Linked DNA regions of Mus musculus: all the other regions are linked to region 5. A link is a contact called in public HiCAR-type, HiChIP or PLAC-seq and promoter capture Hi-C data. All regions are on one chromosome and are shown on one strand. Each heading gives the region's core, a stretch centred on a gene start, on an enhancer-like site or on the middle of the called end of the contact. The rest is flanking DNA. Distances are from core to core; before and after follow the strand shown.

Region 1 (4,046 bases), core at 749-3,248, 2.6 Mb after region 5:
GCAGTTTTTACTGCAAAAAGTACCCCACTTCCTAAGTCTAGATATTTGCTGTCATTTTTAACTATGTGTGATCTAATAGTGGGGCCAATCTGAAATCATGTGAATGTAAAATGTCCCAGACTTTATCCACGAATTTAGTATTGATTGTTTTTGAGTTTGTATAGATTCGCTGAGTGAAAGGCATGATTCATCGGAGAGCATACAATTCATCGGAGAGCATACAAAACAAAAATTTCAACCTCAGTTTTGAAAAAGTGTTGCTTGGTTTGAGAAGCAAGCCTTTTGTTGGCACTACTGTCGAGGAGAACAGTGCTAAAAAAAAAAAAAAAAAAAAAAAAAAAGACCATCAGACACACATAAACACACACACCGGCGTATTCACAGGGAACACCCTCTGTCTTTCCCATACGCGGCGTGGAATACCATGCCAGAACGATCATGCAGAAACTTCCTAGTAAAGACAGCCTGGAAGCTCTTCTCAAACTTGAGGCCCGCTGCAAGGACGCCCCAACCCTACTCTTCCTAAGCGGTTTCACGATGAGCCTGCGCATAGCCCACTTGAGAGATTCATAAGGTCCACGGTCCTTGGGATCCGGGAACAATCTCTCCACTTAGGCTCATCTGACAGAAAGACTCCGGATTAGCAACCCAGGAGTCATGTGTGACAAATTTTCACCATATCCTTTCCGTGTCAGCCTCCCCTCCCCCTTCAGCTTTGTATCCCGAGATGAGAGTGCCACCTCTGCAGGGGACTCCACTGAGTCTGCAGCCCGCAAAGCCTCCCCGCCTCCCCAAACGAATAGGATGCGAGCTTCTTTGTCCTTTCACAGAGTAAACTCGGGTTTATGAGATTCTCCATTTATGAGATTCTCCAATTCCGATCTCCCACCTCAGGTCTATGGGTTTCTCACGAGCGAAAGCTGCTTCTTTCATTAAGGCTGTTCAAGGTTCTGGCCCTACGCTAAGTGCGTCTCCCAAGCAAGTGTCTCAGCAGCTGTTGGAAGTGTTGTTAGCCTTGTTCTTCGTATGTAAAGAATCAAAGCACTCAGAGTGAGTTAGCCCAACTAGGTTTTGAGCCCAGGTTGGATTTGACGCCGAGGCCCTTAAATCTCCATTGCTGCTTTTTATTCAGCAATATTATTTCTTATGGCTCAATTACAGTATTACGGGCTCTGTGCAAAGTATTTTTCCAGATTAATCTCAGAAGTAAGGCTGCTATTTACCACCTAAGGGATCTTAAACAACTTTTTAAACTATTTTTTTAACTCTATTTTTCTGTCTGCAAAACGAGGCTTAAAAATGTGACTGCCGTGAAGAGCAAGCGAATTAATACGTGCAAAGCACTTAGAACACAGACGCGCACGAATTAAGCGCTGAAATTTTTGCCTTAAAAGAGTCGCATCCATTTGTACATCGGTGGGAGAGGTTAAAAACAAAAACAAAAACAAAAACAAAAACAAAAACCCGTCCAGATGGTACGGGGCTCATCCCGGAGGACAGACTTGGGGACTGCACGAGATCCAGGCACCTGCTGGGCAGGGGACCTGCTTCCCTTGTTCTGCCGCAGGAAGGCGCTGAGGTCTGGGGGCCTGGAAGGGTCGGTTCTTATCGGAACTTCCAGACTGGGGGGGCCTGTGCCTGCGTTGTAAGGGCGGTAGCATTATGGAGGATCCGGGCTGATCCCCTGCAAAAGCAATGTGTAGGACATCCGCGGCATGGATTGATTGTCTGACAGGGTCCCTGGCGCGCGCGCAGGCAAGTATACACAGCGTGAGCACAGATTCACAGGCACACACACACACACACACACACACACACACACACACACACACACACACTCACTCACACACGCACTGCCCGGGACCGCCAGCCCCTGCTCCCCCGCCCGCCGCGCTCCAGGGCGGAGTTTCCTCCTCTGCTTATTGTTCGCAGCCCAGCGCCCGCCCAGCCGCCGCCCCGCCCGACCCCGCCGCCGCTGTGGGCGAGCTCCTGGGGGAGGGGGCGGAGGCCAGCGCGGACGGGACGGGGCGGGAGTCTTCGCAGCAACGTGCGCGGGGCCGCAGCGGCGCAGACACCGCCCGGGCCGCAGACACCTTCGCTCGTCGCTGCTGGCTCCGTGTCCCAGCCCAGCTCTGCGGTAGGCAGGAGGAGCGGCCGGATCGCGACTCCGGAGTTCGCGGCCGTCGCCAGGCCTCCCGGAGCGGCGCCGACGCTCCCGCTGTCCGGACGCGCGACCCTGCGCCAGCGCCGCAGCCACCTGCTCGGAGTCCCCGGGCGAGCACAACCATGCCTCCCACTACGGCGCTCTCCGCGCTGCTGCTGCTGCTACTGTCGCCTGCATCTCACTCCCATAATGGTGAGTGGACAGCCGCGGCTCTGCCGGGACCCCTGGTCATTCCCCTCCGCCCCAAGCCTGGTGGGGCTCCTGGGAAGCCGGCTGCACCGCGTGGTCGGACCGCTTGCAGCCTCTCCCGCGTGGCCGCACGCAGAGTCCTGACCTTGGCACCATCCACGCCCCCTCCAAATTGGAGAACCCCGCAGGTGCGGGGCCAGATCGTGGATTTATTCCTAGTCTTCACTGGTGTAGAGTGAGCCGGAGGTTGTGAGATTGTAAAGGGGGCACTTGGTGGGTTCGCTGGAGATGGGGGGGAAACTTTGGGTTGTGGGGAGGTCCCAGATTCCCGCATGACCACCAGAATGCGATTTCTCTTTCTCGTGTTTGGGGCTACTAGGGGACCGTATTGGGAGGTCGTTGAAACTAAGCAAAGCCGCGGGCAGGGACCACAAGAAGGAGCCCCTGAAACTGACCTCAAATCCCTAAATGCCCACGCGTGTAGCGTACTTCTTGTGCAAGCGCTTTTTCTTAAGCTTGTCCCGGGACGGGTGGAATAAGCGCTCCTTCCAGGGTCCCAGAGCCTGGTTCAGTGGGGTCCTTGCCTTCATGTTGCCAAAGGACCGGATTCTTTCTCAGAGCATGGCCAGGATGGTGGGCCCCTCCCACCCCTTTGTGTAAACAAGAAATTTCTTTCACAAATGAGGTTTGAGTTGTGTCTTAGTAATACCTCGGGCACCCATCTCCCATCAGACCCAGCTTGGAGACGATCCCACTACCTTCTTTCTGAAGGTGGAATGTTACTTTCTGTTTGAGAGGTCAGGCAGTGTCTGCAAACATAACCAGAGCAGGTGTCCCAAAGTCCCTGCCAAACAGCTGAGAGACTCAGCCCAGGAGAGAGAGGCAGGTTTCATAAACGGAGTAGCCTATCTTGAGCAGGTAGCTGCAGGGAGAAAGTAGCGAAGGGAGGCTTTCCAGAGTCGGAAGTACAGTGGTGACCGCCCAAGCGGGGAAGGGACTCTGCTGCTGTGGGAGTTAGTGTTGGGGGAACAGGATTCTGCAGAACAATGAGAGATGAGATGGTAGGGTGGCGAGGGCTGGTCCTCAGGGAATGGAGGTTTAAACCTCCGGAGGGTGGCCTGGGACTCCAACGGGACCTGGAAGGGAAGAGTACTCCCATTGGGGGAAGGGCCTGTGCTCCTTGAGGAGGGGTGCAGTTCGAGGAAGATGGGAAGAGCTTGGAGGGCCACAGTCTAACAAGGACCGACAAGTCTGTAGAGTGCCCTGGCAACTTCATGGTCTTCACATGCAGTCTTTTGGAGGGGGAGCCCCTAGTACCATTCAAAAGCCAGATGAGCTAGTTAGTCCACAGTGATTCCAATCTTATAGAAGCCAAGCTTGGAGAAGATACAGGCTAAAGGGAGATCCCTGGAAGCCATCAGTGAACTGCTCCCAACCGGGTCCCTGGACATCAAGGTTGGGCTTCTTCTTCTTCTTCTTCTTCTTTTTTTTTTTTTTTTTTTTTTTTTTTTTTGGCCTTTTTGAGATAGGGTTTCTCTGTATAGTCTTGGCTGTCCTGGAACTCACTTTGTAGACCAGGGTGGCCTCAAACTCAGAAATCCGCCTGCCTCTGCCTCCTGAGTGCTGGGATTAAAGGCGTGCACCACCACGCCCCGGCAAGGTTGGGTTTCTTGTCTGGCACCTGACAACTGCC
Region 2 (4,001 bases), core at 803-3,302, 2.8 Mb after region 5:
TATTTCTATTCACAGAGATGGACTGTACTGCAACAGGGCTTGCTCAGATTAGCAACAAAGAGAAAGCGTTTTAAAGACAGGAGCTCGCCCTGTAGTCCAGGCAAGCCTAGAATTCACTGGATAGCCATGGGTAGCCTCAGGTGACACATCACTCTCTTGACTCAGCTTCCTGAGCACAGCAGCTATGTGTGTGTGTGTGTGTGTGTGTGTGTGTGTGTGTGTGTCACCATGCTTGAATAAATCAACCTGAAAGTTAATGTCTGCCTACAAGCTAAGTTTCTAAACTCTGAGATTAATAAAGTAAAAAAATATATATATAGGGGCGGAATTTTTCTCCTGATTATTGTAACAAAGGGCTATCTTAAGTTAATAATTAAATATGTTAATAATTAAAAGGCAAAAAAATCCAGTAGAAAGAATAAGCAAAAGATTGACTTTCCAAATAATAAGCAAAGAACTCCCTGTAACAATCAAAGAAATGGTTTATTGTTGTTCAAGTTCTGCCTACGTATGTGTTCTAAGCTTCCGGGTAACGTGAGCTAAATGAGACCTCACAGTCAAGGCTGAAAATCTATGGAACCATTTTTTTTCCTGCACTAATCCCAAACCTAAATCTCTCAATGTTAACACCCCCGACTGAGAGTGGAGACAGAAAAGAGCTGGCAGCCTCAGAAGGAACAGTCCAGCATTGTCTGGGCCTGGTAGACAAATGTCGTCATCTGAGGAGGAGGAGGAATGTGGAGGGCAGTGTCCCTAACCTGCAGGTTGTTTCTCAAGGAACGAGCAAGCTTTGCTCTGCTTTCTGCAGAGCCGCTGGAGTCTTGGTATATTCCATGTGTGGCCCCTGGGGTAGCGGGACCTCCAGGGAACTTACAGATGAGCATTAGACTGCCTTCCATCTGGCCTCTTGAACTGGAGCCGGCATCTCAGCTAGCTCCCCGGGTGACTGCATGCACAGATCTTACAGTGATTGCACGCACAGGCTTTACAGTGCAGTCCTAGGGCAGCCTCTGCCAGGCTCACTCTACACAGGTGCTCTGCCATTGCCGCCGGGATGGAATGCGCAGGTGGTCTCCAAGGAGCCCTTCGAAACTAAATTGCTGGATTTAATGAAAAGTGTCACACTCAGCCAAGTCGAATGTTCTCCACTTTACAAAGGGCTTTAAGATTAATGAATTAATAAAGGTGCCATGGTGCCGCTGCTCCAACAAGTGAATTTAGAGTTCTTATTAGCATCCTTTCACTGGGCATCTGGATAGACCCAGGAGGCCTCAACTAGGATGACCCCCCATCTCTCACACATCCTTTCCCATCCACCTCTTCAGGAGGGGAAGCGTCGTGGGATGTAACATCAAGAGAACTGTGACGGAAAGATACGCCTGCAGGAACTGGAGAAAAAACAACATGTGGTCTAAGAATACTTACTGCTCTTTGCCTGTCTATCACTAGTACAGTCCATAAGCTTTCTCCTGGTATCATCCAAAGGTGTGTGTGTGAGAGAGGGGTGAGGGTTGGGAGGAGAGGACAAAAAGACAAGAAAGAGAAGGAAAAGGGTAGCTGGGTGTGGTTTGCTCTCCCTTCAAACCAGTACTTGGGAGACAGAGGCAGGCAAATCTTTGTGAGTTTGAGGCCAGCCTGATCTACACAGCAAGTCCTGGACAAGCCAGGGCTGCATAATGAGAGTCTGTTTAAAAAAGAAAGAAGTGGGGAGCAGGGGTGGGGGACACCAAGATCTAGTAATCTTGTGCCGTCCTATGAATGGACAGAGGCATGGATTCTGGGCACTGAAGTTGCCTCCACCCCCACCCCGAGGCCACAGTGTACACACCAGCACCTCCATCTTAATTCAACTTGCCCTCTCCCAGCCTCTCCACTGAGCAGACCATCTTGGTAGCAAGCCACCCTCCAGCTTCAAGGTTGTTTCTGGATTTGGGGGCTGCCAGAAAACCAGTTAGATGCAAGGAAACAAAAGAGATTCAGGGGCTAGAGAGGCATTCGTTCGGCTAATGAGTGAGATGACTCACGGGCTGACTCAGAGGAACAGGGCGAACAAGGCTCGACTGGGAGAGAGAAGCAGTGGGGAGTAGACCTCAAAGGAGCCCTGCAAGCCAGATCTAGGAGGCCAGGGACATACATGATGGTTTGGGTTTGGAGGGGTAGCAGAGCCTCAAACAGAGGGAGATAGGGCTGCTTCTTCTTCTTCTTCTTCTTCTTCTTCTTCTTCTTCTTCTTCTTCTTCTTCTTCTTCTTCTTCTTCTTCTTCTCCTTCTCCTCCTCCTCCTCCTCCTCCTCCTCCTCCTCCTCCTTCTCCTCCTCTTCCTTCTCCCTCTCTTCCTCTTCCCCCTTCTCCCCTCCTTCTTTTCCTCCCCATCCTTCTCCTTTTCATCATCTTCCTCCTCCTCCTCCTCCCCCTTGTCCTCCTCCTTTCCCATCTTCCTCCTCTTCCTTCTTCTTCTCCTTCTCCATCTTCTTCTTACCCCCAGAAGTTGGGTTGTGAATCTATAGCCTTCTGTGCTCTGAGAGCCGTGTAGTATCCTCCAGGAACAGTGAACTGCTTGCAGGCAAATCTCAGGGCACAAACTCAGCAGGGATTGTCATCAGGTCCCAGGCAGTGAGCAGAACCAGGACCCACCCTCTAGGTTTCTAGTACATTATGGGGCGGGGCGGGGCAGGGGGGGGGGAAGCTCTTTTGATTTTTTTTTTTAAAGAAGTGTTTTACATTTGAGAACACTGTGATCCAACCTGTGCTTATAAATATATTGAAAATGGTTCTAAACATATGACTAAGGCATCTTCTCCTTTGTGAATGGCTAATTGAGGTTTTGAGATGGAAGATTCCAAGGCTGATTATTGTTTTGAAGGTTAGTACTTACATTGCCATATGAGGTTGTACCTGAAATGATATGACTGTCCACCTACACAGTAGAACCAGGTCTCTGGAAGATCACAGCTTTGTGACCTGGTCGAGTGTAGGGACAGACTACTAGGTGATGAATTTTCTTCATGTGTCAAATAAGTGGCAAAGGATCAAACCGGCAGCCTCAGCCCATTCCGTCAACGTAAACCCACTGAGCTAGCTATAAATAACTTTAGTTGATTACATATTTATATGTAATTTGATGGTTGATGTCGCAAATGTACTTCAGCAGAGCAGTATGAGCAGAGGCAGGAGTTCTTGGCAGCTTGGCAACCTGTCACCTTTCAAAAAAAGAAAAAAAAAAAAGCCATAGAATTTCAGCATCCCTGGCCCCAACAGACAGCAACAGTGTTGGTTGGCTGTTGTTAATTTCAGCCTTGGCTAACTACTTTTCTGTCACCATCATGTTGCCTGTATTTAATGCTGGCTGTTTTATAACATTATAACCCCATCTGTCTGATAATTATGGAAGTGCTGGAGAGTGTTGAGTGTGCTGATCATAGCAGGCTTATTCTGATGAAAATAAAGAGAAAAGTCGTCAGAGCTGCACGTGGGTAAGAAGAAATGGTTCATTCGTCTACACTGGAGATCAAACCCAAGGCCTCTGCCATGCTAGGCTCTACCAGGGAGTATTGGGCTCATCCTGAAAGACAGAGAGACTGAAGACATTTTGGATATGCTGGTGGGCCTGTGCAGTAAACAGTCATCTGGGAAAAAAAAGAGAAAAAAAAATCTTAAAAAGGGAAACTCATTTGAATGCCTCCTTAGGAGATGAGTGACAACACGGAATACATAGACTCCAAATGCAAATTCAGGTAAGGGCTGAATTCCATACAAGCATTTAGAAGCCAGGCGTGTTCGAAGACACTTGAAACCTTTGCTGAATGGGATGGTTCTGTAGAGTCAAGGCCACTTAGATGCAAACAGCCTTCCAGGTCTCCTGTGAACCGCTAAAGCGGAAGGCATTTGGCAAAGCTCACCAACGGCTGCCTTCTCCAATTTTCAGTCCGTATTAACTGGTCTCCTTTGAACGAAGTGACCCAGTTGAATAGATTGGCAAGACAGGGAACAGCTTAGGCTTAAA
Region 3 (3,744 bases), core at 260-2,759, 2.7 Mb after region 5:
AGCTACTGAAGGACAGATGGGATGACCTGACAGAGGTAAGGAGCTTTGCCCTGTATTGTCCTAAGCCCAGTGCCTTCTGGTGAGGAGTTCCTTTGATAGTATAAGCATGCAGGAGGCAGACATATGAACAGGGCGGGTGGTAGGATAGCAGCAGCAGACCCACACAGACTGGAGTGGAGACAAACGGTCTGGACTCCCGTTTTCTGTCACTTAAGTTCTGTGTCTTGGCCAGGCCGGAGTCAGTGACATGAAGCTGGGGAAGGAAGGGCCTCCAGAGGTCAATGAGGACCGCTTCAGCCTGCCGCTCATCATCACCATCGTCTGCATGGCATCCTTCCTGCTCCTTGTTGCTGCCCTCTACGGCTGCTGTCACCAGCGGATCTCCCAGAGGAAGGACCAGGTGAGTGTTTTCTTACTCTAGGTAGCCCAGTTACCCAATGTGTCTCTCACTCGGTCCCTCCACAGGAGTGGGCCTGGAGCCTTCGAACAGGTTCTTGTCCCCGCTGTCAAGCTAGCTTGTCTCTAACGCTGGAGACTCAAATGTGGAAGCAAGAGCAGAAACACTAGGGTTAAGCCGTGTCTGTAAGTCAATGTCTGTAAGTCAATCATAAGTCTACAGCCTTGTCGTCTGCATAGTGGGGATGGTCCCTTGCAGACCTGTTCTGGAGACTTAGGGGATATGATCCCTAAATATATTATATATCATATATGGCCTTGGGCAAGTGCTGCTCTAAAAAAGCTTCTTTCACCCAACCAACTAGAACCACATCTTCTCTGGTGTAGTGGTGGCGTACATTTGTAATGGCAGCACTTGGGAAGCTGATGCCGGGGGATTGCAAGTTGGAGGTCAGCCTGGGCTACACAGCAGGACCCTGTCTCAACTTTACAGTGCTGTTCTGCTGTGGGTCTCCACCCTAGCTGTAAACTAATGAGAGCATTAAGACAGTTCCCACTCCTATTGACCTCGTGCATTGACCGAGGCATGAGTGATGGCAGTGTGTATCCACAGCTGGATCTCAGAGCACAGACTACTGTCTGCACATCTGTAAGGGCCACCCTATTCACCTTGACCACTGAAAAGTCCTGTCAGGCTGCTCTGAAGGAGCCTTGTTTGTTTACTTATTTATTTATGTTGTTCTTCTCTGTTATTTATTATGGAATGATGTAGAAAAACAGAGGTTTTTATGGAGAGGGATGGAGAAGAGAAAAAAGATCTCAAGGACAAAATGTCTTCAGAAATCTCTCTCCATGATGTCACAGACTGCCACGGAATGAAGGTAGAAAGCAGCTGGTAATTTTAGGATATGGGGGAGTACTCATGAGATGGTCAGGCTAGTAGCCAGGGTGGTCTCTGCCCCCACAAGTGAACCACGGGAATTTAATCTGGCCAACTTGAGGTCCCTGGGTTGAATGGGGAAATGTTTCATATTAAAGCTCACAGCACTCCAAAATTGCCGTCTTCCTGTGTTATTGTCCCCATTTTAGCAACGGCTCACAGAGGAGCTGCAGACAGTGGAGAATGGTTACCATGACAACCCAACCTTGGAAGTGATGGAGACTCCTTCTGAGATGCAGGAGAAGAAGGTGGTCAACCTTAATGGGGAGCTGGGGGACAGTTGGATCGTCCCTCTGGACAACTTGACCAAGGATGACCTAGATGAGGAGGAAGACACACACCTCTGATCTGTCTGCTGGCCACCCCAACTGCACTGCAGAGCTCCAGACCACCCAAAGTGCCATTTGGACAGGGAGGGGGAAATCTTCCCACCTGAAGACAGAAAGACTGGGGAGGGAGAATGGACTCCGAAGGTTGTCTCCCTCCTCACAATCCCTACAGGGCCTTAATTTTCCTTTTCAAGTTCAACAAAGTCACATTCTGTCTAGTTCCCTCATGTAAAATAACCTACTTGTGCCTGAGCCCAGAGCAGGAAGGCAGGAGGAAGATGGAGAACGCCATGCGAGTCTCTGGAGCTCCTCCAGGAACGGCACCCTCTCATCTCATAACTGAGGCCTTAAGAGGTCAGGTGACTTGCACGGGGCCACACAGCCCTTTGGTGACAAAGGTTGTTTCCCTCAGTCTGGTGCTTAATTGCATCCAGACACACTACTGTGTTCATCTGTGCCCATTCCCCAAGGCACAAGACACTTGCAGGTGGGCAGGCTGGAAAAGAAAACCAAGCCTCTATGGTCTCAAGGACAGGTCCCCAATTTCCATCTCCTATAACATGGCCTCGGCTAGCTTGTTGTATCCCACCTCTCATGAGTTAGTCTTTAGTCCCATTATTTCCCAGGGCATGGCTTTGAACTTCTTGTTCTACATTCTGATTTCCTTGCCTTTCTTAGTGGGATTGGGACTAAACTCACAGGCCTCACTATCTAATGGAGTCTGCCTAAGGGGTGGGTGGGCAGGCAAAGGCATCTCATGCTCTGATGGCTTCCCCAATAGCTTCCTCATGGCAGCTGATTCTGTACTGAGACTGGCCTATCATTTAAGACACTCCCTAGAAGACACTTCTCAAAAATCTCCTCTGGCCGTCTGCTTCTGCTCCTTTTTTGTTGTTCACTGCTCAGCTGAGTGGGTGACTCCTCAAAACCTAGTGTCACATAGCAGTTGTCTAGGAACAGATATGTCCTGGGGTCCCAACTGGTCCCTGATTGGCAAATGTGTCTCAGTAGACAATCGATCTAACCTACCAGGCATTATTATTATTCCACAGGAAGCTCAGGGACTTTTCAAGTTGCTGAGAGCTTGGGTTGGTGTGCTGTGGTGTGTTGTGTGTGTGTGCGCCAGCTCCTTACTGCCAAAGGCCAAAGCTCAGATCGTGGAGACTGTGAGCTAATTCCATCGGTTTGCACCCTCCTTTGCCACATGGAGAAAGGCCCAGATTGTGCAGTTTTAAGATACCTTGGCCTACTCTCCCAGCACGGAGCCAGGCTTTTGTGTCTGGTGTGCTTTGTGGCATTCCAGCTGTCCCATTTCTGATGGCCTCTCAGGGAACATAAAACCATGCCTAGTACCTAGCACAGGATTTGTCCAGGCTCAGCGGTGTCAGGCAGCCATGTCCAAGGTTGCGAGGGCCCAGCATAGTGATGATGGGTTTCCTGAGAAAGGGGAAGGGGCCCTGTGTGGAGCTTTGAATTAGGCCCATGGTTTGTATTCTTGTGGTATAAGTTCCCAGGACTGTCTGGTTTGGAGCAGCTTATTTGAAAGGGGAGCTAGGGGGGCAGACAGGTGTCCTCTGCCTGAGTCCATCTTTACCACTGTCTCTCTGAGATACAGACTAGAGAGAAAGAAAAGGCTGACAGAAGTCAGGGAAGGCTCCTAGTGAGTTTCACAGGAGCTTGAAAAAAAGGCTAAGAAGAACTCAACAAGCCCCTTGGCATGCTTCTCTAAGGTTTGCAGGGGAGTGTGGGGAACAGTGCCAACTGGGGGGGGGGGGGGAATTAGGTCTGTTTGATCCCTGCATTAGGTTCTGCCACCCAGTGGGTTCATTCTGTCATGGTCCGAGAGGCAGACAGGATTTCTTCTTCTCAATGGGGCAAGGCCATTTGACAGACCGCAAATGCTTTTTCTGCAAACTGGTCACAGATTTCAACCCTACAGTCTGTCAGCTATGATTGTAATATTAGACAACAGATAGTGTGTCTGGGCTGGAGGAACAGCCATGGCTCTGACCAGACTGGCCCAGTGTTCCTTCTTGTGCACTCAAATTGTGTAGCCTTTTATTACCTGGCCTTCACTTG
Region 4 (4,400 bases), core at 1,461-3,960, 2.7 Mb after region 5:
AGCGGCAAGGAGAGGGCTGCGGAGCTGAGCCATAGCCCCTCATACAGTCAGGCTGTCTAAAACAAAAAATTCCTCTAATCTGAATTAGCTCTAATCAGAAAGTCAGATCAGCTTACTTCTTTATCTTCTCCATTCACAAAAAGAGCTGTACGAAGACAGAGCCCATATTCATAATTCTAGTCCTACTGTCTAGCTTGTTGGTTAGCACCTGTAAGTGGCCAGAAACCATTTACATATTAAATGTTCAGCCCATGGCTCTGCCCTTCATAAGTAACGCAGCAGAGAAAACAAAGCACTGGAGAAAACAAAGATACCCAACAAGACCAGCCAAACTAGAGGATTAGATCACCTCAGCTAACACAGAGGCTGTGCACAAGGCCGCCTTTTTCTTCAGCTATCACTCTGGTAATTAACAAGTGCAGATGCACACCCTAAGACATCAGGTAAGGTTATCTAAGAACTGAAATAGAACCCTGAGAGCTCCAACTGGGGTTCTCAGTCCCCTCCAGGTACAACAATTCTTTAAGAAAGTAAAAATAAAATAAACGGGGGGGGGGGGGACAAAAAGGGAAGGCATAAGAAAGGGAGCAGGAAAGAAGGGAAAAAAGGAAAGGGGGAAGAGAGGGAAGGAGCAGGTTCAGATGGGGGCAGACCAAACAAACAAACAAACAAACACACGCATACACAAAGCAAAGCAAAGCAAAGCAAAGCAAAGCAAAGCAAAGCAAAGCAAATGGCTCTGTCCTTCATAAGTAATGCAGCAGAGAATGGCTGGGAAGCCCCAAAACCAAACAGAGAAGTAAAATATTAATTTCAGTTTAACTGTTAGGTCAACTGAGTCTGTGTGTTCTTCAATTCCAAGCATAACTCTTCAAGTTTTAGGTGGGCACATTTACCAGCTAGTTCAAACCAGATGTTCAACTCTGCCAGAAAAGTTCTCAGTAAAACACTGAACATACAATAAATATTCTAGTTTGGAACTTTTTGAGCAATGAAATTCTTAGGATCATTGTAAAAATCAGCCACTTTGAAAATGCATACTTAACAGAGATATCCTCAAAAGAAATCCAACCTAGACCCAGAAATGAAACCTTACAATAACTTATTCAGGAGGAAGAAAAATCATTGTTTGGTGGTTCTAATTCTCTCCTCCTCATTTCCAGTCGTAAACATTCCCTCCTCAGAGATGCTTTCCCAAACTACAGTGTATTAAGGGTGCCTCTCTCATGCTACACATTAGCAAAGCATACAACTTCTTTTCTTCACAGCACTAAGGATGCAACTGCAGCCAGTCTTCACTGGAATACGAACTTTTTGAGTTAGCTTAATCCCTGGGGTCCTCATGTAGATCCTTAGTGCTTAAAACAATCTTTGGAAAATGGAAGTCAATGAACTATTTGAAGAGAGGGGGTCTAATAAACCTTAAATGCTAGTAAACAATCAACAAATGCTGCTAATTTTTTTTTTCGAGACAGGGTTTCTCTGTGTAGCCCTGGCTGTCCTGGAACTCACTTTGTAGACCAGGTTGACCTCGAACTCAGAAATTCGCCTGCCTCTGCCTCCCGAGTGCTAGACCACGCCCGGCAAATGCTGTTAAATTAATGAATGGATTTGCATGCTTTGTGTGGTTAATTCCCTGTAAACCAATTAAAAATTAATACACAGCAAACATGTAATTTTAATTTTGGAAGAACTGACAAATGCAATAACTAGTGAATGAGACAACTTGCCTTTCTATTACTTTAAGTTCATAGCAATAAAACTATGATAAAGGAAAAATCATCACCAAAAGAAACCTATGTAAAATTTAAAATGTCAGAAAACAAAACTGGATACAATCACCCTTTTTAAAGATTAGGAAGTGATACATCAAAATGTTAATAGATTATCTCTGAATAGTTGGATTGTTTTGTATCATTCTGGGTTTTGTTGTTGTTATTGTTTTAGAATCTCAACCATGAGATTATTACCTTTGTAGTTACAACAAAAAAGGCACAAGAGAAGTGTCACAATGGTAGTCATAACTGATTAAAGATAACAATGTTGCAAATGACTATATAATTGTTACAAATTTAAATGTTTTCAGATTATAACCATTAAATTTATTACAATAAAAATTTTTTAAGTAGCTTTGTTTCCACTATTATTACTCTGTGAGACTTTTGTTCAGTTTTGGGAAGTGGTGCAGTGCAGTGAAATCTTTAGTCTTGGCTCTATCACCATGTAGTTGAATTATGTTCAATTATTATCAGGATCTTACCATCAATAAAAGATAATCTAGCATACAGTAAGGTCGAAATAACTACAGCTGCTGCGGCTGGCATGAAGCTTAGGCCCTGAGCACATGCATGGATACAATCAATTAATAAATCTTTAAAAGCCTACTTTGATCTAGAACCCCTGTGCCACACTGGTGCTCACTGGGCCACATCTTGGAAATCCCCCTTTGTTTTTCTATGTTGGATTTTCTTCTTTTTTTTTTTTTTTTAAAGCTTCTGTGTTTTCTCTTTTGATACTTATTGTTTTGTTAGTATATAAAGTATCTTTCTAAAAAAATAGTACATAAAAGTTCTATCAGTTTCCTATCTTGAGATAACTGCTATTTCCAACCCTTTTTGCTTCATACCCGAAACACATGCTTCCCCAGACTCTCTAGTGAACCCTGGTTTCACAGTTCTAGCCAATGAAATCTAAGCAGAATCCCACTGGGAGTTGTCAGGACAAATTTTGCAATCCCTGCCGGCCACCTTTGGAAGGAAAGGCATGTTTGAACTTGTCTCCAGATAGCTACCACTTTTACTAAAGACAGTGCAGCACAGGAGGGAACCTGGGGGCTGAATCACTGCATCAGCGCTCATGGTCTACTCTGGACTTCTTGTGCTTAGAGAGATGATTCTGCAACTGTTTAAACTGCTAAGAGGTAGGTCTAGAGCGTAAACATGGATTTACCCAGTAGATCTAAAAATAACTTCCCTTTTTTCTTCACCATTTTGGCTACAAAAGTATCTCCAGTTTAGTAACTTTTCCAAGAATTTTCTTTATCTTGTAGTATCTAATGGCACTGAGAGTTTCTATGTCCTTCTAAGTCCTGTTTCCTTGAGTGCAACTCATTTTGTTCTAGGAGAGTTTAGGAGGTCCTCTTTCTAACAGAATACAAAAATGCACCTTAATACACAATGATCTGCCTTGATGATCTGGCAAGGAGACCTTTTGGTTTTCTGAAATTTAACTTCATTTTATTTTATTTTATTTGTAGAGGGCCATTTACAATCTGAAGATCAGTGTTTTGGGTCTGCAGAAATTTTCAAATATTTATTTCCACATCTTCCATTTACTTTGTTCTTTACGGTTGGGAAAACTCTAGGGTTGCAGGTCTGTAGCCCTGGCCAATGAATCAGAGACTAGGTTGTAAGACTGTCCATTTTACTGGTAGTCACAAAGAACAGAACACAGCAAACAAACCTCTAGCCTGAACTCCAGTAAGGAGGGTATGAGTACAGATCCTGAGAGCCAAATGACTCTACATTTTCTCCTTTAGTGTTACGTTTTAAAGAAAATAACTTTTCTTCTTTGAGATTTTTATTTCAATTGTGTGTGAGTAGATAGGCTACTTGTCATACATTATGTCTGCAAGAAGTCAGAGGGTAACTTCTAGGACACAGTTCTCCTTCCATCATAAGATCCCAGGATAGAACTCAGACCACCTGGTGTGCATCACAAGGACTTTATCCACCGAGCCATCTCACCAGACCAGTCTTTTTCCTCTTCTATGTAAACAACTTTAATTAAAAGAGGGTTACTCTAACATAGTGCCCATAAATGACAACAACAACATATGTATTTGTGTGTGTGGATATAGATGTGTGTGTGTTGGGGGGGGTGTTAAGGTGTGGGGTGGTAAGTGTTTGTGGGGGTTAAGGTGGGGTGGTAAGGTGTGTGTGTGTGTGTGTGTGTGTGTGCGCGCGTGCAAATACATGTGCTTGTTGGTGCCTGTGGAGGCTAGAGGTCAACACAGGGATGTTTTCTTCTATTGTTCTCTCCCTTACGATTATCTGAGACAGGATCCCACTGAGGCAGCTAGACTGCTGAGCAAGCTCCGATGATCTGGCTGCTTCACTCCCCCAGCACAGGTGTTCCAGACACCCATCACCATGCCTAGCTTTTCAATGGGTGCTGGTGGTCTCAACTTGGGTTCTCAGCGTGTGTAGCAGCATTTTACTGACAGAGCTACCTTCCCAGTTCCAACTTAGGTACTTTAAATTCATTTTGTAAAAGGACCATCGATAAGAGAGTCCCTTTTCTATATGGCAGTTAAAATGAAAAACAAGCTGATCTAAATTCTAACTCCAGTGCCAAACTGGGCCTTAATCAAATCTACTCTTCTGGATATAGTAATCACA
Region 5 (3,823 bases), core at 1,232-3,731:
AAATTCTAAAAAATATATTAAAGGCATTTTAAAGTAGACTAAGAATATTCATTACTACTTGAAGACATTTGTCATTAAAATGAAGAAAAAGAAAAATAAACTTTCCTTACTTCTTTCTTTCTTTTGCTTTGGTGGGGCTTTTTGCTGGTTGGTTGGCTGGTTGGCTGGTTGGCTGGTTGGCTGGTTGGCTGGTTGGCTGGTTGGCTGGTTGGTTAGCTGGTTCGGTCTGGTTGGGTCTTTAGCATGCTTGCAGGCTAAGGAGAAGAAGGAATTCACAGATAGTTTTGTTGGCCTGAATTCTCTGAACCAGTGAGGGCAGGAATAGAGCAGTTTCTAGAGTGAGTTAATGAATAGTCTTCTACTCACTAGAGTGTGGCCCACAGACCAGGAGACCTGGCACGAACTCAAAGCTTGTTAGAAATGTTTAACCTGTGTTTAGTTTGTAGAAGAACCCAGAGTCAGCATTTGAACAAGAGCCCAGGTCATCGATATGTATAGTAAATATATTCTTACTAAAAACTGGGATAGGTTAAGACAGAAATACGGAGGAAGATCCAGAGCATATGCAGACACTCAGACTCCTTCTTCGTTCATTTACTTAAGTCTGTTTTGATTTTTATCTGAGACTCAGGAAGAGATGATTAGAACGCCCTTCAAGTACTTCCAAGTTTGGTGTGTGCATGGGAGCGGTAGATGAGAAGTGAAGCTTTGTGTGCCGTGAAATAATCTCCAGTCCAATCAGAGCTAAGGCTCAGCTTTTCTCTAGCCAGAAGCATCTACAGATGTCACCGCTTAGACATCAAACTTAGGTGTCTTCCTTATTTGGTTGGCAGTGGCTCTGATATTTTTGGGCTTAGTTTCGTGGTTCAGCAAATTGTTAAAGTCTCTCATGTGGCTCTATCATGTAGCCAGGCTTGAGAACTGAACTAAGTCAAAGTGAGGCTTCCCAGCCTTGGAGTTTCAATGACAGATGATCCTGGGTTCCATTCCCTATGGATTTCAGTTTAATCAGGCTGAGGTGACACTTTAAAGATGACCTACTGATGTCACTGACTCCGTCCCTCTAAGTACTTCCCCTTCCTCAACAGCTCTCAGCTTCAGCTACAGAAATCACCCGGGGAAACTCTGAGAATGCCAACGTTCAAGCACTCCAGTCAAAACTGGCCATACCTGGATGGGAGAGATGCTTTTGTGGTTGAGAGCACTGGCTGCTCTGGCAGAGAACCCAGGTTCAACTTGGAGCACTCAGGGAATGGCTTACAACCTCTGAAACTCCAGCTCTAGATCGGATGCCTTTGTCTGGCCTCTGAGCGCACCTGAAAGACATATGCTGCGCACATACAATGCTCACGTCAGCATTTAAGTGTTGAAAGGAAGCACGTGCCTTTTACCCTTCAGCTGAAGTCTTGTGGCATCAGTTACTGAGCCTCTTGGTGTTCACTCCGATTCAACAGCAATAGCAAGAAAGACTGCATGGTGACCATCAACTATGTACATAGGCCAGTGCCTTTGTGTTCTGTGTTTGTACACCTAGCAAGACCAGTTTTTCATAGATGCGATGAATTAACAGCCCTATTTCTTCCTATTATGTAAGACTAGTGCTACTGCTCAGAACTGTGCCCCTTCATACGTGTGATTGCATCAGCAGTGACACCACATGATGGGAGGCAATTTAGGGGATAAACATAAACACTCCGAAGTTTTCCTCAAGATTCACAACTAACTTGCCAGTGGCTTCCCCAACTTGTGACCCAGAGATCTCATCAGAATCCTGGCGCCTGCATGCTCTAAATGATGGTTACTGAGCACAATTTTTATTTGTGGTCCTGAACTTTGAATTTTCAATAAGCTCTAGTGCATTCTGAAATTGGGAATGTCTGTCTTTCAAAGGAGACTAGAAACAAGAACTATGGCAAAAAGAATGCCTTTTATCAGTTAAATTCAATATTTAATGAGCACCTTAAGCTGGCAAAATGCCAGCACAAGACATGTGTTCAGTGTCTCTACAAAAATCACGACATAAAGCAATACATTTACTGTATTAGTCTATTCTACAACAACTATTAGTAAGACAGGCCTATCTTCCCCTGTGATGAGAGTGGAGTACTAAGCCAATGCTCTAAACAGGCAGTTTAAGCCAAGGCTCAATCTCAAAACTTTTAGGTTCGCTGTTGTCCTAGAATTCGGTTTAGATGTTACAGGAATTTCTACATTCTCTCAGTTGCAGGTGAGTTGTTACAGATGCTAGAATACTCTAATGAGAAGTCAGTTACAGGGAGCACACAAGCTATTTCGTTGAATCCCATTCCAACCTTTATGGTACTGAACACGAACAGCATTGGGACTTCATTTCCCAGAAGGCAGTGCGACACCGACTCACGCGAGCCTTCGGGGGAAACTTGCCTGTTTTTTTCACGCCTGCCGTAAAGGCGCGCGGTCTGCTGGGACATGTAGTTTGGTTAGCCCTAGGACGCCCCCTCAAATGAATGGGACCGGGTATGACTGAGAACTACAGCTCCTGGTCTGGCCGCGTCGGTGGCAGCTGCGGAGGAAGAGTTGATCAAGACGGCCCTCAGGGAGGGAACCGCTGGCGGTGGTGATGTTGCGCGCGGATTTTCTAGGGTAGCGAACTGAAAGGGCGCTTTTTCTGCGCGCTGGCTCCCCGTGCCCCGCACCGGCCATGCGCCCGGCCTTCGCGGTGGGCCTGGTGTTCGCAGGCTGCTGCAGTAATGTGATCTTCCTAGAGCTGCTGGCCCGGTGAGTGACCCTCTCGGGCCGCGCCCGGGTTCTCGAAGCTGGTCCGGGGTTGCTAGCCCTGGCCGCCTCCCTAGTGCGCTGCACGGGATACCCACGCAGTCAGCTACTCTGCAGCCCTGGCACTCCTCCATTCGTTAGCATCCAGGTGACAGGAACATCCAGAGTGCTGCTGTCGGCATCTCCAAGCCACACTTTGGGGAGTTTGAAGCCTGGAGACTTTCTCACGTGACCGATCCTAGGTCTCTAGGAGCACCCTCTCCAACTACTACTCATCCAACTCTAGCACCTTTCGCTGACCAGTGAATGAATGACACGTGTCTGTCTGGAGCAAAACTTTTCTCACAGAAAGTTTTGTGTGTGTGTGTGTGTGTGTGTGTGTGTGTGTGTGTGTGTTGACATGTTTTGCGAAACATTTGTTTTTGTTGGTCGTAGAGATAGATGGTTGTGAGCACTTGGCTTAGACTCATATGTGAGTGATGTGGTGCAGATAACAACTGAGCTGTCACCATGGTCCCTGGGCATTTCGCACATCACAGTCTTTCGTTGAGAAGCGTGCTCTTTGAAGTGTAGATTGGGAACAGGATTGGCTTTGTGGTGTGGTGTCTTGCAAATAACGTTGGGTAACTATGTGCAAAGTTCAGTAGGCAGAAGTTAGAAAAGAGACAGGAGATGAACTGGAAAACGATTAGGACTAAACAGCTCCAGTTAGTTATTTAAGGTTTGGAGCTTCGGTCTCCTTTTTCAGACAGTTCAATACTCAGTTCAGAGTCACTAGCTACAGGTTTCTATCTATATACTGCTTAGGGCAACCCTGTGACCAAGAGTTACATTGTTTTGTTGAAAGTGAAACAGATGCAAAGTTGGGCATCTTTTCACTATTTGGAAGTGGCAGAGCAAAAATGGGCTGGACTGTATCTGTCTAAGCTCCTAGCCCAGTAACATTTCCAGATGCCTTCCATTTTTGAACTTGAGTTTTGAACATGGTGTGATGTCTGTTGGAAATTTATCCTGTTTGATACTGTTGGTTTGAATCCTTCAGAAGTAAGCAGTTTATTTATGATCAAGT
Region 6 (4,030 bases), core at 519-3,018, 3.0 Mb after region 5:
TGGGGCTATCAACATGATTGGCTGTCATGTCTGGTGATCTGAACTCTGGCCCTCATGCTCTTATTAACTGAGCCATCTTCCCAGCCCCTCACTCTTGCCATTTTAACTGTTTTTATTAAGACTTCTATTGTATTATTAAATAATCCGCAGTGTTGCATTTTCTAGCTGTTAAAGAAAATGCTTCATTTAACAGTTAAACACTGAATTCGTTGTAGCTCTTAAATGACTCTAATCATGTCTTTTTCTGTTCTACTATGTCAGGCTTTATTTTTTAAATATGAAGGTAGCTCAAGAATGACAAAACCATTAACTGTCCCTTTAAGGACTTAATTTAACCCGAATTAATATTCTGCTCACGTCTATAAAACCTTGATGAGAAAGTCACCCGTGTTGCCTAGCATGCTTGGTAAATGTGACCTTTGTTGTATAAACGTGTATGTGGTACGGGAGGAACTGTGTGTGGATTCTGAGTTCTTGATGGGATGCTGCAACTCTGAGCTTCAGAAGGAAGGAACTCTTACTCTGGCTTTCATGGTAACTCTGCCCACAGCCTGGGGCCACTAGAGAACACCCTGCTTTCTGCTTGAAACACAAGGCTTCCAAACCAGCATGTTAGGTCCCTACTCTTGCAATCACCCTTTCCCCCAGTACCCATCCAGATGGAGGAGAGTAGCTCATGGACAGACATGTGGACTTCTCCCTCCCACAGACAGAGGTACCTGAAACTTTCCTTTAAATAAAGCAGTATTCTCCCCTCCGAGTCCTCTGCTGCTGCTGTGCTCTGCTTCCTCCCAGGATTCCCGAGCCAGGTGGCTGTGTGTGTGTGTGTGTGTGTGTCCGTCCATGTGTGAGGCCGTGGGGGGGGGGCGCTGTGGGGGGGTATGGGGGAGCTTGGTAATTGGCTGGCTCACGGTGTAGTTTGAATCCCACATGGGTGTCCAAAACAAGACACAATGGCCATGTTCACTGGAGCTGACTTAACATTTGCCCTCAAGTTCTGATTTTTAACCATGAATAGAAGAGCTACAGGTGTGCTAACTATACATACTATACATCTAAATATAAAGCTAGCACTCTATATTATCTTTTCAAAATGTTATACCTCTACATAACTATCCATACTTTCTTTTAGACAAGGCGCTATTGTAAAGACTTGGCTGGTTTGAAATTTACTGTATAGACCAAGCCGCCCTCAAACTCCTAAGAGATCTGCCAGCTTCTGCCTCCTAAGTGCTGAGATTAAAGGCATGCTCACACACACCCCAACTAGTATGATATATATTAATTAATATTTATTAGTCTCAAAATGATCATTCTACCAAAAACTTGTACCGTGTCCAGCATGTAGGTATGTACTATTAAGAGTTACTAAAATTAAATCTGTTTAAAAATCCTTTGCCACAATATAGCTCAGTGGTATGAGGCCCTGGATTCAGTCCACACTCCTGGTCAGTTCATCAAGCCTTTCTGTGGCTACCATATTTGAAAAATACTGTTAAGAAGTTTGATTGCACACTGTCTGGGTTTTATTTATTTCATTGGGCTATCAGAGCTTTGCATTTGTACCATATATAATATATACTACAAGGAAGTCTGAGTAAGCATGCCCCCAGGGGCAGTCCTCAGTTTATTGTTGATCTGCTAGAAAAGCTTGTTCTCAGATAGGAACCAGACAAGTCACAGTTAGACTGAGACTTACTTCCCAGCATCCCTAGGGATAACTTCGTAATCAATTCTCTTTTGTTTTTGCTTTATCTGTCAGGGAATGTTGAGCCAAAGTTCTGGCACAGTTGAAGTAGTCCCTTGGCTTGTAGATCTGTATGCTTAGTCCCAGTCTCTAAGAACACCTGCCAGAAAGCCCTTTAGCTGGCTTTTCCAAAACACTTTAATTTTCAAAATAGTAATTAAAGAACTCTCACTGATGTAGTTGACAAAACCCTTCAGGCTTCTCAGGGTTGCTAGGGAAATTCAGCTGGGAGTATATTTGTGTCTCAGTCAAGCGCTGTGGACAGGGTTTGCATAAAAAGGCAAGAGGGCTATATTGTGTCTCTTTGGAAAAGGGTTCTTTTAGGCAACAAATTGAATTCTTAGCAGGTATCCTTCTTAGTGCAAGACACACTGCAATGCTTTCCCCTTTTCTACTTTAGTCTAGAACTTATAAGCCACTATGACACTAGCATATTTCAGGACAAAAGGTAAAATAGGTTTATAAAAAACAAAGTTTAAGCCATTCTATTGGGAAGAATTGGTGAACAGATTTGATTTGGGGGCTTTCTAGTTGCTAAAGCGAGAAAAGGAAAACACAGAGTTGCATAGTTTGTGTGTGTTGACAACCAGAAGCACATAAACATCTGCAGAAACCAAACATTTCCTGGAACTAAACTCAAGCAGAAACGTGTCACGTGAACCTTTGTTTAAAGAGTCTAGTGAAAAATATCTTCAACCACAGTTACATAACAGGCCCAGGACACCGCGTGAATTGGGTTCTCTAGGAGGTAACTGGGAGGTGCACAGGACAGGCGATCAGAAACGAACTCTGGGCCCTGAGGTCTGGCCCTGGGCTGTTTGGAAATCTGCTGAAGAGAGCTTCAACCCCTTGTTCCTCTGACTTCACCCTGTGAGGGCTCCTAGACATTGCAGTGTAGCGTCTCCATAGTGTGCCTTCCTCCTTGCTCCAACGACAATGACTCCAGTGCAGACATTTTGTTTTGATGATTAGGATAAAGCACTGAAGAAAGCAAAGACCATCTTCAGTCTTTCAAAGCATATATTTTTTAATGCAAGTTTTTATAATAAAGAAGCTTAACCATTCATAACAAATGAAATAGGGCAGACCCAGCTCCTCCCTGCATATGAAGGGCAACTGTAGCCAATTGCCCATCTGAGAGAATGTGATCACAGAAGGGCAGTTTCTTTTAAGAACACTCTCTTCTTGGATTATTAGGTATTGTGGTTTGAGTAAGAATGGTCCCCATAGGCATAGATGTTTGAATGCTTAGTCTCCAGGGAGTGGCACTGTTTGAAAGGATCAGTGTGTAGCCTTGTTGGAGAAGAGTGTGTTCCTTGGGTTTGGCTTTGTGGTTTCACAAAACCCATGCCAAGCCCAGTGGCTCCCTCTTGCCTGAAGACCAGGATGTCAGCCATTTCTCCAGCACCATCATTGGCACACCTGCCACCATGCTTCCTGACAGGATGATAATGGACTAAACCTCTGAAACTGTAAGCACGTCCCCAGTTAAGTGATTTCTTTCTTCAGAGTTGCTTTGGTCGTGGTTTCTCTTCATACCAAAAGAGCAATAAGACCCTAGGGTACAACCATTTTAAAAATTAAAAGCATCCTAGCCTGCCATGTATTTCTCATACAGACATTAATTACTGACTGCCCATAGCAGTAAAACATGAATAATACTTTCTGCTACTTGAGGCCAGATCACACACCTTACCAGCAATGTAAGAGGATGTGTTAATGGGGTTTAGGGAGGTGTCATGGGTAGCTTTTCGTGTGTGTGTGTGTGTGTGTGTGTGTGTGTGTGTGTGTGTGTGTGTGTGTGTGTGTGTTTCCTTGTTAGTGCTGTTGATTGACCCCAGGACCTGTGTAACCAACCAGTATATCCCCCCAGGGACAATTCTGAAGACCCCAGTTTATATGAAAATCTGCTGGACAAGACTTTTTCAGATAAGAACTGAGACTTTCCGTCCAGCATGGCTAGAGATAACTTTGGAATTGCTAAAGGCTGTGCCACAGAGCTGTAGGCCCTGCTCTTGGTTTTATGAGCCCGGTCTTAGCATCTAAATTCAAGTAGCCTTTGATCTTGCCTGGTCCTCCCTCTGCCGGCCTCTTGAGTGCTGGGGTTACAGGCTTATCTACTCCATGCGGCTGTTTGAAGTGGGGCTTTTGTTGTTGTTTGTTTTAGATTAAGAAGGCTAATGACAGCTTATGGATGATGGCCACACTTAGATCTCTTCTGGGTTTTTGTTTTCTAACGCTGTGTTTCTGGGACATGAACCCAGGGCTCCATCAGTGCCAGTG
Region 7 (4,124 bases), core at 1,455-3,954, 2.8 Mb after region 5:
TCCCGTCTCTACCCCACCAAGAGCAATGGGGTCACAAGTGCACCATACAAGACTGAAGACTGTCTATGTTAGCATTTGAACTCAGGTCCTCAAGCTTGTTCACAAACTCTCTCCAGCCGGTATGTGTCTATAAACAACTTAACACAAGCGCCTTTAACAGAATCCCCTCTAATCTCTACAAACCCTCAGACAAAAGCAGTCAAGAAAGCACACTGGGTGGAGAACTGTGGAGCAGGTCCTCTGGATTCAGCTCTGTCCTCACCTAGGTGGATGACCAGAGGCAAATTTGAACCTCTCATCCCTGTTTGCTCATCTGGAAAATGGAGATCTGAGGTCACAGGTGACAACACAGATCTCACAGCCCAGGCTGGCCTTACTTTACTATGTCGCCCAGGATGCCTTACACTTGTCATTCTCCTGCTTCTGCTTCCTAAGGGCTTGCATTACAGGCATCTCCATCCAGGCCCAACACCATGCCCAGTTTTTTGGGATTCTTTAGAAGACTGTTAAGGTTTAAATGAGCTAAAACACTTGAAGTATTCATAAAGATTAGCATGTGAAAGGCATAAGTAATTGCCATTTTTTGTAATTATTACCATCACCCCAAAATGCCTAGATTTCTATCAATAAATATTTGTTCTTTGCTGAACAATTTCAACAAATAGCTGGCTAGACCTTAAAAAAAAATCACACCTGCTTGAGACATTTCATAATACCTTCCACTGTTTCACCCCATTAGAGGTCATTTTAGGGGGCGGGGAAACCAATCTCTTTCTTAAACTTCCTGTCATACAAAGACGTATACTTGCTAACCTAAGTTCAGAACCAAGAATTTTACAACTAAGGCAGACACACACCAGCCTGCCTAACAAAGTTCTCAAACCCAAGCTTCCTAATGCTCATCTGCACTCCTTCACTCCGGACTGCTTAACTCTAAAGGGCTTTAAAATTAAAACTATACTATATGTTTGAAATGTCTTTGTGGTTAAACAAGATACACTAAGTGCAAGTACTAAGTGCAAATAAACTGTTTTCTCTGTGGCCTTAAGGAAGCTATAGCAATGGCTTCTTCCAGCTGCAGTCCAACTGGAACAGCAGGTGCTGTCCCCACTCCAAACTGGAGGCTGACTAAAACCACTATCCCACCAGATCAAGACTCCTTTTAGAAATGCCTCTCTCCTTAACATGCCCATACAACAGGTAATGCAACTGGGATTTGGGCTATCCCAGTCTCATGCCTACACCAGAAGGTAAAGCGATGGCAGACAACCTAAAGTGTAAGTTATCTAACCAAAGACCTGGGGGTGGAAAAAGTCATTCGAGGTAGTTAGTGACACACCACCAACTCTCTAACCTAGACACAAAAAAAAATGTTATCTTCAGATTCAAAGGAGTCAGTCAAAACAAACAACCTTAAAAAGGCCTCCAAAACAAACAACCACACACACACCTCCAAAAGAAAAAACTACCAAAAAAAAACAAAAACAAAAAACAAAAAAACAGAGGTTTACAGAATGAACAGCCACAAGTCCACTTCAAATGAAGGTCGGTGCTTATCCAGCTCACCCTCAAATTAAAAGCTGGGTTCCAATATCAATCAGAGATGTGGCCATGTACCAGCTATCAACAGGCCACAACCGGCCAGATCAGACCACAGGTCAGCCTTCATTGGGCGGGAGCTACAAGGCTTCAGTGCCAACCCTTGACCTGGTGACTAGGAGGAGGGCAGGTGGGCAGTCCGCGGAGGCTGACTCTTCACCCGCAGCTTCAACTTCCAGAGTCCTGACCGACTGGACTCGAGAAATCCAATCTGAACAAACGGGAGGAATTTTAAAAATACGAATGGAACACACTCCCTGTTCAGGACACTCCGGAGATGTAGCAATTTTATTCGAATAGCAACGGAAAACTGCACCCGTTCCTCGTTGTGTTCCTAAGGCCATTTCTGCTGACTTGGTGGTGCCCTCGGGCAAGCCGCACGCCCCCAGACCTGCCCTCCTTCCCTATCTTTTTCAGAACTTCCAGCCCCCCCCCCCGTCCAAAAAAAGCCAAGACACCCCTCTGCCAGTCCTCCAAGTTCTCGCCAGGGTGCGGATGGACTCCCCAACTTCTCTCGCCACTCGTGCAGAGCTAAGCACTTTTACTGCGGGCTCAGGAACTCCGGCGCTGTCCGAGCCGTCCGGGAAGGACCGGGCCCCCGTCGTCGCCCTGACCACCTCCGACGGCGGGGGAGGCTCGCCCGCGGCCCGGGCCCGGAGCCCCGCTCCGCTCCGCCTCACCTCCCGCTGCGCAAGCCCGCCTCGCCGCCGCCACCCGGAGCTCGCTCCCGGGCCCTCAGCCCGGCCTCGGCCCGCCAGGCCGGAGCACTCGGCCGCCGCACTGAGAAGCTCCGGAGGCCGCGCGTTCCCCGTCACAGGCCCCGCCTGGGCCTCTCTCGGCTCCGCTCCCCACACCGCACGCTCTGGCGGGCCGCGCTCTCACCGAGCGGCTCCGACAGCTCGAGCGCGGGGCCCCGCACTTACTCGGGAAGGTAGGTGGAGGAGAAGGAGCTCCACTTATGCAGCGCGTAGGGCAGAAGCCGGCACTCCGGCGCCACAGCAACAGCCCCGCCAGCCGCCATCTTGTCAGCACCGTAGCGGCCACCACCGAGCGCCAGCCCCGCCAGGAGGAGGGCGGGGACGGGGCCTGCTCTTAAAGGGGCCGCGCCGGGAACCCGACCGCGCAGGGCCGGCACTGGCTGCTTGGAGGCCGCTTCCTCGGGTTTCCCACGCTGTCCTTTCCTAGCTGACCCTCCCAGGGAGGCTTTCCTTTCCTGTGAGGCTGGCAGAGGAGTGGCACAGAGGACTTTTCATACAAGCTCAGGTAAAGACAAAGCCAAGGACATTTTGAAAAAAAAAAAAAAAAGAAAGAAACGTCTCCTAGAATAGGAAGGGAAAATTCGATGAGCTTGGGAAGGGAATATCTTTCCATCTTTCCTACTTTGGAAACCACTGCTCTAGCCTGTTTATAAATCCTCTCCGGAAACAGAGGTGAGGAGAATTGAAGTGCAATAATAACGTATGGCCTTTGTCTCTGCAGTTGACCTGGGGTAAAAATGTCCTTGTCACCGTGTTCAAGGGTCAGGTGGAGGCAAGATAAAGGAACAGCTAGTGTGTTCTGCTATCAGTCTGTAAACATTTCTTGTCGGCCTCTCTTACTAATATTCTGATGGCATCGTTGTACCCAGAAATGACATTCGCCCACATACCAGGAAGATGCTCAGAGTTGGAAAGTTGTGTGCCATCATTTGTCTCCGGCATTAAATCTGCTTGCTTTGAATTTTAACATAAATTTAGCCCAAATGTTTGGAAAGAGAGAGATGTTTGAGAAAAGATCGCGTCTTCTTCAGAAGGAATAATGAGTACACCCCACCCACCTCCAACATACATACTGTTCATGAAGCCTGACAGCAGGCATCATTCCAGCTTTTTATCACAAAAGGAACATCTGGCCTAAATAGGTGGCAAAGTTAGATAATGCTCCTGTCTAGTACCTGTTTGTCAGGGTTATAAATATGCCCTTGCTTACCTAGCGGCATCACCCAAAATCGTGTCACTCCCTGCCTAAGAGGTTGGACTCCTGGAAGTTTGGATTGCATCATTGTGTCAACCAGAGGATATTAAAAACTCAAGCAAAGAGTATCTCAATAAATGATCCAATAGTTTTACTCTTTTTGATTATGATCGTTAACCGGCCCATCAAATCTCTCCAATTCTTTATTGGCTTCGTTTCCATTGGTGAAATTTTAGCAGTAGCCTCTACTATGATACCACTAGCAATGTCAGCTAGACCACAAGTATACTCAGTGTTTAAGACTTTGTTGGGAATGAGTATGAGCCCTGAGGTAATGACCCCTGAGGTATTGACCCCTGAGGTAATGACCCCTGAGGTAATGACCCCTGAGGTAATGCTCTAACCCCACTGACTTCAGTTAGATAACTGCCTACCATGGAGGAAGTTAGTTACAGAGAAATTATCTTGGAGGGAAAGATTGTCTTCTAAAAGGGAGAAGATAAGATGGGGATTCACTCCAGTTAGAGGACCCACAATTTGCTAATTCCTCTTCTTTTTGGATCTTAGTAAGT

Evidence for each region. Promoter capture Hi-C pulls out the DNA fragments that hold promoters and counts their contacts. HiCAR-type assays count read pairs that join an accessible place to other places. HiChIP or PLAC-seq counts read pairs in DNA pulled down with a chosen protein or histone mark.
Region 1: a contact with region 5 is called in an H3K4me3 HiChIP or PLAC-seq map of embryonic forebrain, with 12 times the contacts expected there. The contact joins the promoter of Podxl here to the promoter of Slc35b4 in region 5. A contact is called at or near these places in 10 of 39 promoter capture datasets (the 3T3-L1 cell line, 3T3-L1-derived adipocytes, cranial neural crest and 6 more), 7 of 115 datasets of contacts at active chromatin or transcription factors (astrocytes, embryonic forebrain, embryonic stem cells and 2 more) and 1 of 9 other capture datasets (embryonic stem cells).
Region 2: a contact with region 5 is called in a HiCAR-type map of astrocytes, with 3 times the contacts expected there. The contact joins the enhancer-like site here to the promoter of Slc35b4 in region 5. A contact is called at or near these places in 5 of 39 promoter capture datasets (the 3T3-L1 cell line, 3T3-L1-derived adipocytes, embryonic stem cells and 2 more), 2 of 115 datasets of contacts at active chromatin or transcription factors (astrocytes and embryonic stem cells) and 1 of 9 other capture datasets (embryonic stem cells).
Region 3: a promoter capture Hi-C map of hippocampal neurons shows a contact between it and region 5, with 14 times the contacts expected there. The contact joins the enhancer-like site here to the promoter of Slc35b4 in region 5. A contact is called at or near these places in 8 of 39 promoter capture datasets (the 3T3-L1 cell line, 3T3-L1-derived adipocytes, embryonic stem cells and 3 more), 2 of 115 datasets of contacts at active chromatin or transcription factors (astrocytes and embryonic forebrain) and 1 of 9 other capture datasets (adipose tissue).
Region 4: a contact with region 5 is called in a promoter capture Hi-C map of liver, with 4 times the contacts expected there. The contact joins the enhancer-like site here to the promoter of Slc35b4 in region 5. A contact is called at or near these places in 9 of 39 promoter capture datasets (the 3T3-L1 cell line, 3T3-L1-derived adipocytes, the C10 cell line and 5 more), 2 of 115 datasets of contacts at active chromatin or transcription factors (astrocytes and embryonic stem cells) and 1 of 9 other capture datasets (embryonic stem cells).
Region 6: a contact with region 5 is called in a promoter capture Hi-C map of liver, with 2.2 times the contacts expected there. The contact joins the enhancer-like site here to the promoter of Slc35b4 in region 5. A contact is called at or near these places in 5 of 39 promoter capture datasets (the 3T3-L1 cell line, embryonic stem cells, hippocampal neurons and 2 more), 1 of 115 datasets of contacts at active chromatin or transcription factors (large pre-B cells) and 1 of 9 other capture datasets (embryonic stem cells).
Region 7: a promoter capture Hi-C map of pre-B cells shows a contact between it and region 5, with 6 times the contacts expected there. The contact joins the promoter of Mkln1os here to the promoter of Slc35b4 in region 5. A contact is called at or near these places in 5 of 39 promoter capture datasets (the C10 cell line, cranial neural crest, hippocampal neurons and 2 more) and 1 of 115 datasets of contacts at active chromatin or transcription factors (astrocytes).

What each region holds. Positions count from the first base shown.
Region 1 is chr6:31,561,889-31,565,934 of GRCm38.p6, reverse strand. Podxl (podocalyxin-like) reads left to right here and starts at 1,998. Exons shown (of 8, transcript NM_013723.3): 1 at 1,998-2,356. The coding sequence starts at 2,287.
Region 2 is chr6:31,330,437-31,334,437 of GRCm38.p6, reverse strand. The region is part of intron 3 of 2210408F21Rik (RIKEN cDNA 2210408F21 gene); the gene reads right to left. Among named protein-coding and RNA genes, the nearest start is that of Mkln1os, 66 kb to the left of the region's middle. Within about 2 kb of position 2,052, at least 84 of the 459 cell types and tissues checked have an H3K27ac peak or open chromatin away from gene starts, as enhancers often do. A contact at or near this core is called in astrocytes, where this site is marked.
Region 3 is chr6:31,520,961-31,524,704 of GRCm38.p6, reverse strand. Podxl (podocalyxin-like) reads left to right here. Exons shown (of 8, transcript NM_013723.3): 6 at 1-35; 7 at 233-400; 8 at 1,486-3,744. The coding sequence ends at 1,683. Among named protein-coding and RNA genes, the nearest start is that of Podxl, 41 kb to the left of the region's middle. Within about 2 kb of position 1,509, at least 23 of the 459 cell types and tissues checked have an H3K27ac peak or open chromatin away from gene starts, as enhancers often do. A contact at or near this core is called in hippocampal neurons, where this site is marked.
Region 4 is chr6:31,478,566-31,482,965 of GRCm38.p6, reverse strand. The region is part of intron 12 of Mkln1 (muskelin 1, intracellular mediator containing kelch motifs); the gene reads right to left. Among named protein-coding and RNA genes, the nearest start is that of Mkln1, 82 kb to the right of the region's middle. Within about 2 kb of position 2,710, at least 26 of the 459 cell types and tissues checked have an H3K27ac peak or open chromatin away from gene starts, as enhancers often do. A contact at or near this core is called in embryonic stem cells and liver, where this site is marked.
Region 5 is chr6:34,175,712-34,179,534 of GRCm38.p6, reverse strand. It overlaps Slc35b4 (solute carrier family 35, member B4), which reads left to right and starts at 2,481. Exons shown (of 10, transcript NM_021435.3): 1 at 2,481-2,757. The coding sequence starts at 2,681. It overlaps Gm13855 (a long non-coding RNA gene), which reads right to left and starts at 2,487. Exons shown (of 3, transcript XR_868963.3): 1 at 2,313-2,487; 2 at 1,171-1,330; 3 at 158-254.
Region 6 is chr6:31,183,144-31,187,173 of GRCm38.p6, reverse strand. The region is part of intron 1 of Lncpint (long non-protein coding RNA, Trp53 induced transcript); the gene reads left to right. Among named protein-coding and RNA genes, the nearest start is that of Lncpint, 33 kb to the left of the region's middle. Within about 2 kb of position 1,768, at least 37 of the 459 cell types and tissues checked have an H3K27ac peak or open chromatin away from gene starts, as enhancers often do. A contact at or near this core is called in liver, where this site is marked.
Region 7 is chr6:31,397,353-31,401,476 of GRCm38.p6, reverse strand. It overlaps Mkln1os (muskelin 1, intracellular mediator containing kelch motifs, opposite strand), which reads left to right and starts at 2,704. Exons shown (of 3, transcript NR_040300.1): 1 at 2,704-2,862. It overlaps Mkln1 (muskelin 1, intracellular mediator containing kelch motifs), which reads right to left and starts at 2,649. Exons shown (of 18, transcript NM_013791.2): 1 at 2,523-2,649. The coding sequence starts at 2,620.